2 separate regions of the Mus musculus genome follow, and region 2 is linked to region 1. Evidence: chromatin contacts called from public Hi-C data. All regions are on one chromosome and are shown on one strand. The core of a region is the stretch at or near the end of the contact, and the rest is flanking DNA. Distances in the headings are between cores, read along the strand shown. Region 1 has its middle 160 kb from the start of Mir21c. Region 2 overlaps Nrp1 (neuropilin 1).

The links. Hi-C and Micro-C count contacts between places; a contact is called where the count stands out from the background.
Region 2: a Hi-C map of Sertoli cells shows a contact between it and region 1, with 2.9 times the contacts expected there. The contact joins two enhancer-like sites. A contact is called at or near these places in 1 of 15 datasets of contacts at CTCF or cohesin (the NIH/3T3 cell line) and 3 of 484 Hi-C or Micro-C datasets (Sertoli cells, cardiomyocytes and embryonic stem cells).

What each region holds. Positions count from the first base shown.
Region 1 is chr8:128,111,642-128,117,427 of GRCm38.p6, reverse strand. No RefSeq gene overlaps it. Among named protein-coding and RNA genes, the nearest start is that of Mir21c, 160 kb to the left of the region's middle. Within about 2 kb of position 4,072, at least 49 of the 459 cell types and tissues checked have an H3K27ac peak or open chromatin away from gene starts, as enhancers often do. A contact at or near this core is called in Sertoli cells, where this site is marked.
Region 2 is chr8:128,414,002-128,419,658 of GRCm38.p6, reverse strand. Nrp1 (neuropilin 1) reads right to left here. Exons shown (of 17, transcript NM_008737.2): 3 at 765-946. Among named protein-coding and RNA genes, the nearest start is that of Mir1903, 58 kb to the right of the region's middle. Within about 2 kb of position 2,543, at least 46 of the 459 cell types and tissues checked have an H3K27ac peak or open chromatin away from gene starts, as enhancers often do. A contact at or near this core is called in Sertoli cells, where this site is marked.

The sequences.
Region 1 (5,786 bases), core at 2,823-5,322:
CCTGGTCTGGGGCCCTGCACAAGGCAGAACATGGTGGGGAATGGATGGCAGAGCCTAAATATGCACTGCATATCTGAGAACAAAAGAGAGGTGTCCAGGGATGTCTTAAAGAATAGTCCCACTGGCTAAAACCCTTAGCACATCCCATCTCTCAAACTCTCGCATGAGTCCTAATTGCTCCACATCAAGGATCAAGCTTCCTGCAGCCAAGAAACACTGGAGGTCAAACCATATGGACTGGAAATTGACACACGTGAATCACCTTTACCCTGCTCCATGGGCCCTCAGCTTGGGGGTTTCCTTAGGAAATGGGGTCAAGTTCTAAGACAAATTGTTCCATGAAGGCTCAGCATGGCGCACCACAGAAAGGAAATGCCCTTAAGTAGGGCAGGGTTTTGAGCAGCCCAGACCTCTTTGGTGGTCTTGGTTGTTGTAAGGGTGAATGTGTCATATGTGCTAGTTACTTTTATTTTTGCCCTGATAAAAGCAACTGAAGGGGGAAAGGCTTACTTTTGCTAAGTTTGGGAGTTTAGTGAAGTATGTATGGAAGGCAGCTGGTCATGTGGTGCTCACACCTGGTCAGGAAGCAGAGGGAGATGCAGGGGCTCAGTTCACTTTTTTTCTTGCCCCATTCAGTCTGGGACTCAGTCTTCAGAGTGATGCCACTTATGGTTAGGGGTGACTTTCCTGCTCCAATTAACCTGGTCTAGAAAGCTCCTTACAGACACACCCAGAGGTGTGTCTCCTAGATGATTCTACATCCTGTCAGTGAATGGTCACAGTGAGGGTTCCATGCTTTTTAATGGACCTCATCCCCCCCCCCACAACATTTATTTTATAGCAAATACCTGGGCAAGAGAGTGCTGAGATTACCCACAGTACCCTTAGGATGAGCTTACCCCAGACCCATGGGTGCAATGTGTGCCTCTGGGGCTAGGCTGTACTTCACGGGACAAGGTGGGCAGCACAGGCATTGTGGGGACCACATTATTCTGCAGCAAAAGCAGTACAGCTCCCAGAGTGCTGCTGAAGCTGAACCCCCAAGACTGGAGGCAGTACCCCAAGATGGGAAGCAGTACCCTCAAAATGGGAAGCAGTGCCCCTCTTGACTTCTAGGTCTTGTCTCTCTTATTACTTCTCCTCCACTGCCCCAGCCTGTGCTGGGTCAGAGCAATTGTGTAAAAAGATGACTTCTGTCATTTCAGCATCCAGCAGCCTGAATAGTGCTCATCTCGGTATGATCAGAAAAACAAGTCCAACCCACAGAATAGACCATGAACATACTAATCAGAAAAGCAATTTCCACCTGGGCCAAGAGGCACTGGGGAGTACAAACACTATGCCATTTTCGGACAATTAGAGATAGTTGCACTCTTTCCTCTGTGTGTGTTAAATTGTGTGTGTGTGTGTGTGTGTGTGTGTGTGCAGCACAGGAAGAAAAATGGAGTGAGAAGGAGAAAAAGCCCCATGACCTTTTTTTTAGGCAGCATCTCCTTCAATATGAGCAAAGTGACCTGGTCCATTCATGTCATGTCTTCTTACTGTTCCTGATCATGGCAATGAATATGTTTCCCCTTTCACCTAACAGGCACCTGTTAGGTTCTGAAGGTACGTGTCTTTCCATGGAGGCTGCCCAGATACATTTACCCTTGTTGGGGGAGATGTTCAGGTTTTAAAATTTGATTCATCCCCTGGTCTAGGGCTCGATGTTAACCTGAGGTGGGATCGGTTGGTGTGATTTTTCCATGGAGTGATCCTGGGTGGCAAAAGTTGGATTTTTCTTCATACATAAACACATCGGCTGCTCAGGGCACATGCTTCATGATCAGGACTCTGAGCAAGGACCCAGCTCTCTCCCCCAGTTACTTTGTCAGCTGTTTCATAATGGGTTGTCATCTCTCTGCTATTACTTGTCCTTGATGGGCAGTGGGCTTTTAAAATCAGATTTGCTTCCAAACAACTGAAGGTAAAGTGGAATGACCATGTGAAGGGTTAATATGGATTGCTAACAGGAGAGGTTTTGTGATTTCAGATGACCTTTTTAACTTTCTTAGTCTTGAAGTAGAGGAACAGACAGGGGATACAAAGTAGCAATCCAAGAGCCCTTGTGGTAACCAGGGCAATTGCTTTCCTTCCTCCTTTCCTGGCTTTTATTTAATGGATTCTCTCAATACCAAGGTGTCCTAAAGCTCTTCCTTAAGTTAGAAGTGGGAAAGATGCCAGGAAGGGCCCATAGGATGTGCCCTGATTTCAGAGACTCCAGGGACCAAAAGAAACAAAAATTCAACTTTAGGAATAAACGGGAACTTTATATAGATTCCTTAAGAGATTTCAAATACTATCAACACTGCCAATGGCAGAAGAGACAAGAACTACTAAGGCAGAGTTCTACGCACCTGGGAGTTTGGAAGGAACATTTAGAGGATCAAGCCCCTGTCAGAGAGTATGTGAAGCATTCCTGGCACAACCAGGTTATCTGTCATCTTGACAGCTAGACAAAGAAGTCATTTTTGTTCTTTTAAAGAACAAACAGCATTGGGGCTGGGTGTGGTGGCCTGTGACTTTAGTCCTAGGACTCTGAGGCAGAGGCAAGCAGTTATCTGTGAGTTTCAGGCTGCTTCCTTCTATATAGTGAGTTCCAGCCCAGCTAGGGATACAGAGTAAGATCTTATCTCAGAGGCAAAACAAAACAAAAACTAAACCAAGACAATTATCATTTGAAGTTTATACATTGGGGAAAAAGAAGAAAGAAAAAAAACCAACCCACTGGGCCTTGAGGTAGATGAACATATTTCTTTCAACAAAGTTGTCAGGCTATGATGAGGGGTCTTAGTCAGGGTTTCTATTCCTGCACAAAACATCATGACCAAGAAGCAAGTTGGGGAGGAAAGGTTTTATTAAGCTTATACTTCCACACTGTTGTTTGTTCATCACCATAGGAAGTCAGGACAGGACTTCACACAGGGTGAGAACCTGGAGGCAAGAGCTGATACAGAGGCTGTGGAGGGGTGCAGCTTACTGGCTTGCTTCCTCTGGCGTGCTCAGCCTGCTTTATATCTTTTTTTTTAATTTTTTTATTAGATATTTTCTTCATTTACATTTCAAATGCTATCCCAAAAGTCCCCTATACCCTCTCCCCATGCTGCTCCCCTACCCACCCACTCCCACTTCTTGGCCCTGTCGTTCCCCTGTACTGGGGCATATAAAGTTTTCAGCCTGCTTTCTTATAGAACCCAGGACCACCAGCCCAGGAGTGGCACCACCCACAAAGGGCTGGGCCCTCCCTGCCTTGATCACTAATTGAGAAAATGCTATACAGCTGGATATCATGGAGGCATTTCCTCAAGGGAGGCTCCTTTCTCTGTGATAACTCCAGCTTGGGTCAAGTTGACATGGGGCTAGAGATGGCACCATAGATGGTGAAGATCAGAATGTTTTCAAGGATGGATAGGAGATTGAGACCTCTGCTCTGTGTTTCCAGGGCCCTATATATCGTATAGGAAATACAAGGTATATATAGTTTAAGGAGAAGATCACTAAATACGAGCTAAGTGAGACTGTAGAGCAGACTTAGTCATTAAAGTGCTTACCATACAAGCATGAGGACCTGGGTTCAAACCCCCTAGAACTCTTGTAAAAATAAACAAACAAAAAACAGACATAAGGTACACAGCTGTAACCCCAATGCTGAGTAGGTGAACACAGTAGGATCCCTGGGTCAGCCAGCTCAGCTTACTTGGTGATGTCTAGGCCTTGTCTAGAAAAATAGAGGCAACAGCCAAAGTTGACAATCACATACACACACAAACACATAGAACAGGTCACCCATACACAGACATGACCCACCCCCTCCACAGACACTCATAAAAAGAATTTTTTTCAATTAGCTAAGCATTTCCAGTCATCTTCACTCTGAGTCTTGACAAAGCAACATAGGGAAGGACATACTGACCTTGCTGGCTGGAACCTTTGGCTCCAGTCAGATTGGTGAGGCTGCTGAAGGCTGTCAGTGAACACCCTGCAATCAGGACTTGGCACAGAGGCTGTGAGTATGAGATTTGTCTCTGACCCTCTGTGAGCCAGTGCCAGATATTAATGAGTCATCTCCTGGGTCCATGCTCAGTATCTGTGGTGAGCATTCCTAGCATTCAACTTTGGTTTCATTCCAGTTATTTCAGACAAGTCCCACTTTGCATGATAGATGTACTCTTTGCTTTCATGAGCTTCAGGTGCGTGGGAAGGAAACCACAGCAAAGAAATCCAGCAGGAAGTTCCTTTCAGAAAGATCCATGTACCACCTTGGATGATGGCTTCTGAAAGCCTGAATCCCTAAGTGTTCTGAGTTCATCCGCTTACTGTTTGCCAAGTCGCTGAAGGGCAGTAACTTGGCAGGTGTTATTTTACAAGTGTAGTTTTACATTTGGCTGTCTCTAGATGAATGAGTCTTTAATTTTCACTGGGCAAGGTCATCATCAGAAAGGTGGATTCTGCATCTGACACTGCTCATTTGGGAAACAACACTGAGAAATGTGCAGTTTCCCTCCTCCTGCAGAGTGTTCTTGCTTGGAGGCAGATCAGGAAGGGAACCGGTTGATTTAGCTATTTGGGTAAAGATACTGCCCATCATTTAAGGGAAATGAGTAAAAGACAAATGTGTAGCCATAAATAGAATGCCTTGACCTGCATAGCTTAGGGATTGATCCTGCTTGGGGCTACAAGGGACTGAAGGAAGGTTAGACACGGACCTATATAGAGAAACTCTGGGATTGGGTGTGCCATGCAACTGATGGGGATGTACCAGTAATCCAGAAACTCAGTCCAATTACCAGAGCTAAAAGGCAGGTTTACTGCATGCAGCAGGGAAGGGGAGAAATGTAGCTAATCTCAGTAAGAGGTCTCTTAGGGGGGCAGTTCCAAGTTACAGTCACTTGGGAGGAGAAAGCTGTAGTTGATAGTTTCTGCGTTCACTGGTTTTAGATAAAAATCAGTCATTCATAACATCTAAATTGGGACAAGAGGAAAACGTTGTTATTCCCTCTGATCCTGACCCAGGGAAGGAAGGCCTTACTAGTCCCATGGGTCTGAGACACTGGGTTCTTGACATGGCCATGCTCATGTTAGCAAAACACATTTATTTACTCAGGACTTCATTGGCTCCCAACATTAGAAACTTTTATAGTTTTTTTTTAACCTTCTGGGTCTACGAATAGATTGAGAAAGAAAGGCATTCTAAATGCCATTAAACTATTTAATATAATTATACACATAATGCTATATATTAATATGTAAATAGATGTACTTATATATGTAGACACACTGTATATATGTATATATATATATATATATATATATGCATACATATATATGGAGAGAGAGAGAATGCAATCCAAAATGGTCTTGAACTCAAAATAATCATTTCTCATCTCCACAAATGCTAGAATTATGGGTGTGTACCACTACATTCAACTACTTACAATATTTATTAATTTTAAAGTAATAGCATTTATTGAACACTTATGAATTTGTCATACTAGGTGTATTTCAAAGAAGGCCTGCTTTATTACCTCTGTTTTGTGTGTACATGTGTGCTGGTGCATAAGTATGTGTGCACATCTGTGTGTGTCTGTGTGTGTATGTGTGTGTATGTGTGTATATCTGTGTATGTTTGTGTTTGTCTGTGTGTGTCTGTGTGTGTTTGTATATGTGTGTGTATCTGTGTGTTAAGGCTAGAAAACAAACTCACATGTCTTTCCTTAGATGCCATCTACCTTTACTGTTGAGACCAT
Region 2 (5,657 bases), core at 1,294-3,793, 300 kb before region 1:
TATATCAAGGCATGACCATAGCCCCTCAAAATTGGAAGCCTATGAACTGTCAGACAAATAAAAGGAAAGTATTAACCATAGATTTAAGGTAAAAGAGACTAATTGACCTAACTGACACAAAAGAATCAAACTTCATGACTGGAGATGTGGTTCAGTTGGTAGAGGGCTTGCCTGGCCTGTATGAAGCCTGGCCTGTATGAAGCCTGGGCCTCCATCCCCAGCAAGGTATAACCTGTGTTTGGGCCACACAGCTGTGATCCTTTTACCCAGCAGTTGGAAGCAGGACCATCAGGAGTTCAAGGCCACCCTTGGCTAATAGCAAATTAGAGACCAGCTTGGGTTAGAGAGCTTGGAAGGGGATGGAGGGAGATAGAGAGGCAGAGGGAGAAGAAGAGGGAGGAGAGGGAATAAACCCCAGCAGTATTTTAGCCTATTTCTAAAAAATAAAAAAAAAAATAAGAATCAATGGCTTTCAGAGAATTCAATGTAATGCATTCTCTCTTTAATCAACACATTTCAGGGTGGTATCTTTTAAAAAATATTATTTTTGAGTAGCTTTGATCCATTTCAAACACACTTCTGCCACACCATGGATATATTTACCTCATTCAAAACATTTTCCAACATTTCTATAAGGGAAAAAACAAATTCTTTATGGAAGGATGGAGCCATGACCTTCATCTTTCTTTTCACATGATCCCTTGGGAATTCAAACAACACTAAAAAATCATTTAGTCATTCTTGTTCTTATGTGAGTTACTTACCTCTCTTGAAGATTTCATAGCGGATGGAAAACCCTGCCCCATGTGTCTCATAGTCAGAGACAAATTTGATGAAGAGAAAGGGCCCTGAAGACACCACAGGAGAAGGTGCAATCTTCCCACAGAACTTCCCCCACAGGCGGCCGCCTTCATTCTCCCCATCGATTACTTCCACGTAGTCATACCTTGCAAAAGAGAAAAGGAGGTGATGTGAGGCAGAGAGGAAGGCCCTTTCAATTTCACATTTTGAGAAATGTAACAGCTGGTATGATCTGTCAGGGGGCGGGGTGGGGGAATGCACCATCTGCATTTACCACTGCTCAGTTCACGGGGACGAAACAGTGAAATGCAATAATTAAAATGGACTGCACTGCCTGTGCACATTATCAACAACACAGAACCATTGAGAATAATGGTGTCCATTATACTTGCAGACAATGTCAGTTAAAGTAACCAATTAACAAGAAAAAGCAAAATCTCTGAAGCACAATTCTCTATTATTAAGTAGTGTTGCTTTGTCTGTGGTAGGGGTGTCCTGTGCATAATGTGGGACATTCTTTTCAAACCGAGAGCTTCTCTTATGAATTCAGAATGTCCCCTTGGCTAGAGTGCCCCATGAACAATACTTTGATTTCTGTGAGAGACCTTCTAAACATATGGCCACAGAATAATAAACAGATTCTTCACTATTTAACGCCATTCTGCCCAACTCAAGTCTTCTGAGAAAGGACTCTCTCTTTAGCCACATTCAGTGGTTGAGACAGAATACCTCCCTGGCCTACACGAGTGTCACAAAGCATGATTTAAACTGAAAAGGGGGGGAGGGTATGTAAAACTGGAAAGTAACTTTGTTTATACTCACTAGTCAGAATCTTTAAAGGGATATTGTTGGAAAAAGAAACTCCACAATTGTGAAGTCATCAAGGAAAACCCAGGCTTGATCATTATGCTGACAGGACTAATGGTAAAAAGATCAGACTGGGTCAATATGTGCTCAGAGCTCAAGGATCTTAAAAAGGCAGAAAACGACCAGCAGGAAACACAGGTGTCCCTGAGTAGAGCAAAATTTCCATTGGTTTTATTTTTTAGTCCTTTTTTTTTGTCTTCCTTTCTTCCATTTATTAAAATGTGTGTGTGTGTGTGTGTGTGTGTGTGTGTGTGTGTGTGTGTGTGTGTGTGTGTGTTTGGGTCAGAGGTCAACACTGGATATCTTTCTTTCAGAGCAATCCACTTTATTTTTTGAAACAGGCTCTCCTACTGAACCTGGAGTTCACTGATTAGGCTGGACCAGCTGGGTAGTGACTGAGCTCCAAGGCCCCCATCTTCACCTCCCAGTGCATGTGGTTACAGCTGCATATTGCCACACCTGGCTTTGTATGTGGTTGCTGGGGGTTTAAACTCTGATCTTCATGTTTGTGCATTGAGCACTGTGCCCAATGAGCCATCTTCCTAGCCCTTCCATTCTTACTAAGCCACCACCAGGATAAACCTGATTGATTTGTCTTCATTTTTCTCCTAGAACTCACACAAAAACAGTTGCAACCCATTTATTTCAAACCTCAACTTGCTTTTAAAATCCTGGGCTATATTCATTTCAGGCCCCTGGCTAAAATATGGCAGTCACATAAACTGTATTTGGCAATTTAAAAGAAATCAAGTGAAGGAAATTTTCATGATGACTGTGCAGTCGCTAACAAACCCTTTAAACTGCCAGGACCCATGACTTATGTCTACGGAAAACCCTGGGAGACAATCACCAGGATGATATCACTGGTTAGAGTGGACAGCTCAAGGCTCTCTAAATTAAAGATGACATTACCTCATCAGTTAAAACTGTCTGCCAGCTTTGTGTATCTCAAGGAGAAAATAAAGCTGGCATTGATGGAGCTAAGCATTAACATATGTGAATTATTGTCCAAACACCATTTCCTTTGTTGAGTCTGTTATTTCAGTAGTAATCATGGGGCCAGCTAACACCTCTAATATTACTGTCCCTTTGTGAAATGAGGAAATACATTGAGGACCTACTCCTTTCTCCATCCTGGCAGAGATGTTTTATATTTAAAAGACAAAACAGGAGGGGGAGGTAAGAGAGAGGGAGGATGAGGAGAAAAATATATTTAAAACCCTAGCCAACTTGCAGAGGTAACAGCAGCCTTGGAAGAACAAGCCTGGACCCACCACAGCCTCTCCAACCAATCTTTATGGAGTGATTCCTTTCATGTACTGCTCCACTGACAAGAAGAGCCTGCAGGCTCTGCCCTGTGCTTTCTTATAATCTAACTGTGATTTGAACTGCTTGCTGTGTTTGGTCTGGCCACTGAACACCCAGCTTTGCAATATAAGCTTTCACTCCAATCTTGACACGGTATGAATACTAAGCAACTAAATCCTGGTGCATGCTGCCTTCCAGGCACAAATAAGTGAGGTGGAGCAGGCACTGTGAAGAAGGAAGGGCATTTCTGTGGGGAGGGCTTTCTCCCAGGTATCAGAGTGCTCAGCTAACTATTGGCAGGGTATTGCAAGAGGGGAGAAAGTTAGTATTTTAATTCATACATTCTCTGGTAGTAAATACCAGGCCCTCCCCTTGGCAACCGTAAAAGCTATTTTTAAAAGTATGAGGGGTGTGAATTAGAATCCCTCCCTAGCAAGAGATAAGCCATAGCCAGTGCCAAGTTTAGGAAATTGAGTTATTCAGGGATACTATAGTCACATTTGGATGCTAGAAGGCTGCTAGCATTTTAGCACTCCCTTCCAAGTACTACCCAATCAGGTCCAAGCAATATAAGAAATGAGGTTCTTGCACACATGCACTCATTCAGGAGAGTGGATCCTGCCCAAGTTGTAAGAGTAACATCACCAAAGAAGCGAAAAGGAGGCAGCTTGAATCTCCCTCTGGAATTGACACCAGCCCTGCTCCCCACCGTTTTCCCTGTCAGACACCATGCACAGAATGAAGCTGGTGGGCTAGTTTCCTTCCCCAGAATACCAAGGCAACTTACCCAGGCTTCACTGGCCTTGTGCCCAGGATCTCAAGTTTGCAAATTTTGACACTCCCTCCCACTACCACCCCTCCCCACCCCCCAAAAGGCTGTGCATTGCTCTGCTGCTACTGCCAGTGAGGCAACCACCCTTACTTGATTGGATTGTGAGGATCCTGAGCTGAGACACATGGCCCTGCAGAATGAGAGAGGGGAGACAGAGAGAGGGGAGAAAGACAGACAGACAGACAGAGACGACAGACAGACAGACAGACCTGTTTGGCTCCAGCAGCTAGGTGGAGCCTTGAAAACTTACAAGAGGAATCTAAATCATGAAGCCACAGATAAAGCTCCCCCAAATCAACTTATCCTGCTCTGGAAAATGGATGTTCCAGATGACTAGGGAAGGGGTCATCCTTCCACCTGGGGATTCAGGAAGCAGGGCCCTTCTGTCCCTGTTCACAGTGTCGTGTCTAAGTGATGTGGCCCCTTGCTTATGGAAAAAAAAATGTAAACTTTGTCTTGAGATTCTGAATCACTAGCCTTGAATTCACTGTTTGCTCTTAATCTTCCCATGTTTTAAATGTTAGATTTACACGTGTGAGACACCATGTCCAGCCTAGGGAGTGTAAGTTTACAGTGGATTTTTTTAAAAAAATATTATTCATAAGGCAATCAACCCTTTTGGGTGGACATTCTCCCTCTATTGGAATCCTCTACCTTCAAAGTCTTCCCTGTGTGACTAAAGTGGCTGACCAGATATGTATTTCCTTGAAAAGCAACACAAAGATCCATGTAGTCTTCTGCAATTAAAAGAGATAGTCCCTGTCTTAGTCAGGGTTTCTATTCCTGCACAAAACATCATGACTAAGAAGCAAGTTGGGAAGGAAAGGGTTTATTCAGCTTACACTTTCCACACTGCTGTTGATCACCAAAGGAAGTCAGGACTTGAACTCAAGCAGGTCAGGAAGCAGGAGCTGATGCAGAGGCCATGGAGGGATGTTACTTACTGGCCTGCTTCCCCTGGTTTGCTCAGCTTGCTTTCTTATAGAATCCAGGACCACCAGTCCAGGGGTGGCACCACCCACAATGGGCTGAGCCCTCTCCTCTTGAGCACTAATTGAGAAAATGCCTTACAGCTGGATCTCATGGAGGCATTTCCTCACCTGAAGCTTCTTTCTGTGTGATAACTCCAGCTTGTGTCAAGTTGACACAAAAACCAGCCAGTACAGTCCCACAGGTGCTGAGTTCCAGGGTGACAGCTGACAGATCTTTCCTTGACTGTTCTTGGCCTTAGAATCTAAGCCCTTTACAAGTCATAGTCCTTTGTCTGCATTAACCCCCCAACCTTACTCTACCTGGTGAAATATCTCTAATCCTATTCATCCATGAAAAAAAGAATAAAGATTTCCTTCTAAAAATTCCTGCAAGAATGGCGATGGTATGCAGGCCATAGTGGTGCATGGTTTTAATCCCAGCATTTGGGAGGAAGAGGCTTGATGGATCTCTATGAGTTCCAGGCCGGATTGGTCTACAGAACCAGTTCCGGGACAGCCAGGACTACTATATAGAGAAACCCTGTCTCAAAATAAATAAATAAAAATAAAAAAGGAATGGCCAAGGGATAATTTCTCTTTTCCTTCTGGAAGGCTTAGTTTATGGTTTTAGAAACATGACCAACTAGAGCAGAAAGCACCTGAGTAATGAGCAAATTGAGTCACTGAAGAATGGCTCCCGGCACTTCAGAGGTATATAGAATGAATGCATGAGGAACAAGCCACACTTACCCTAGGTTATTTCAGGAGACTACAGATGATCCCTGGTGCTGTGGAGGAGCCACTATTTGAAGGAAAGCCAATCCTCTAGGGGGCATTTTCTGATACAGAGAGCTACTGTGACCAGATATCATCTCCCT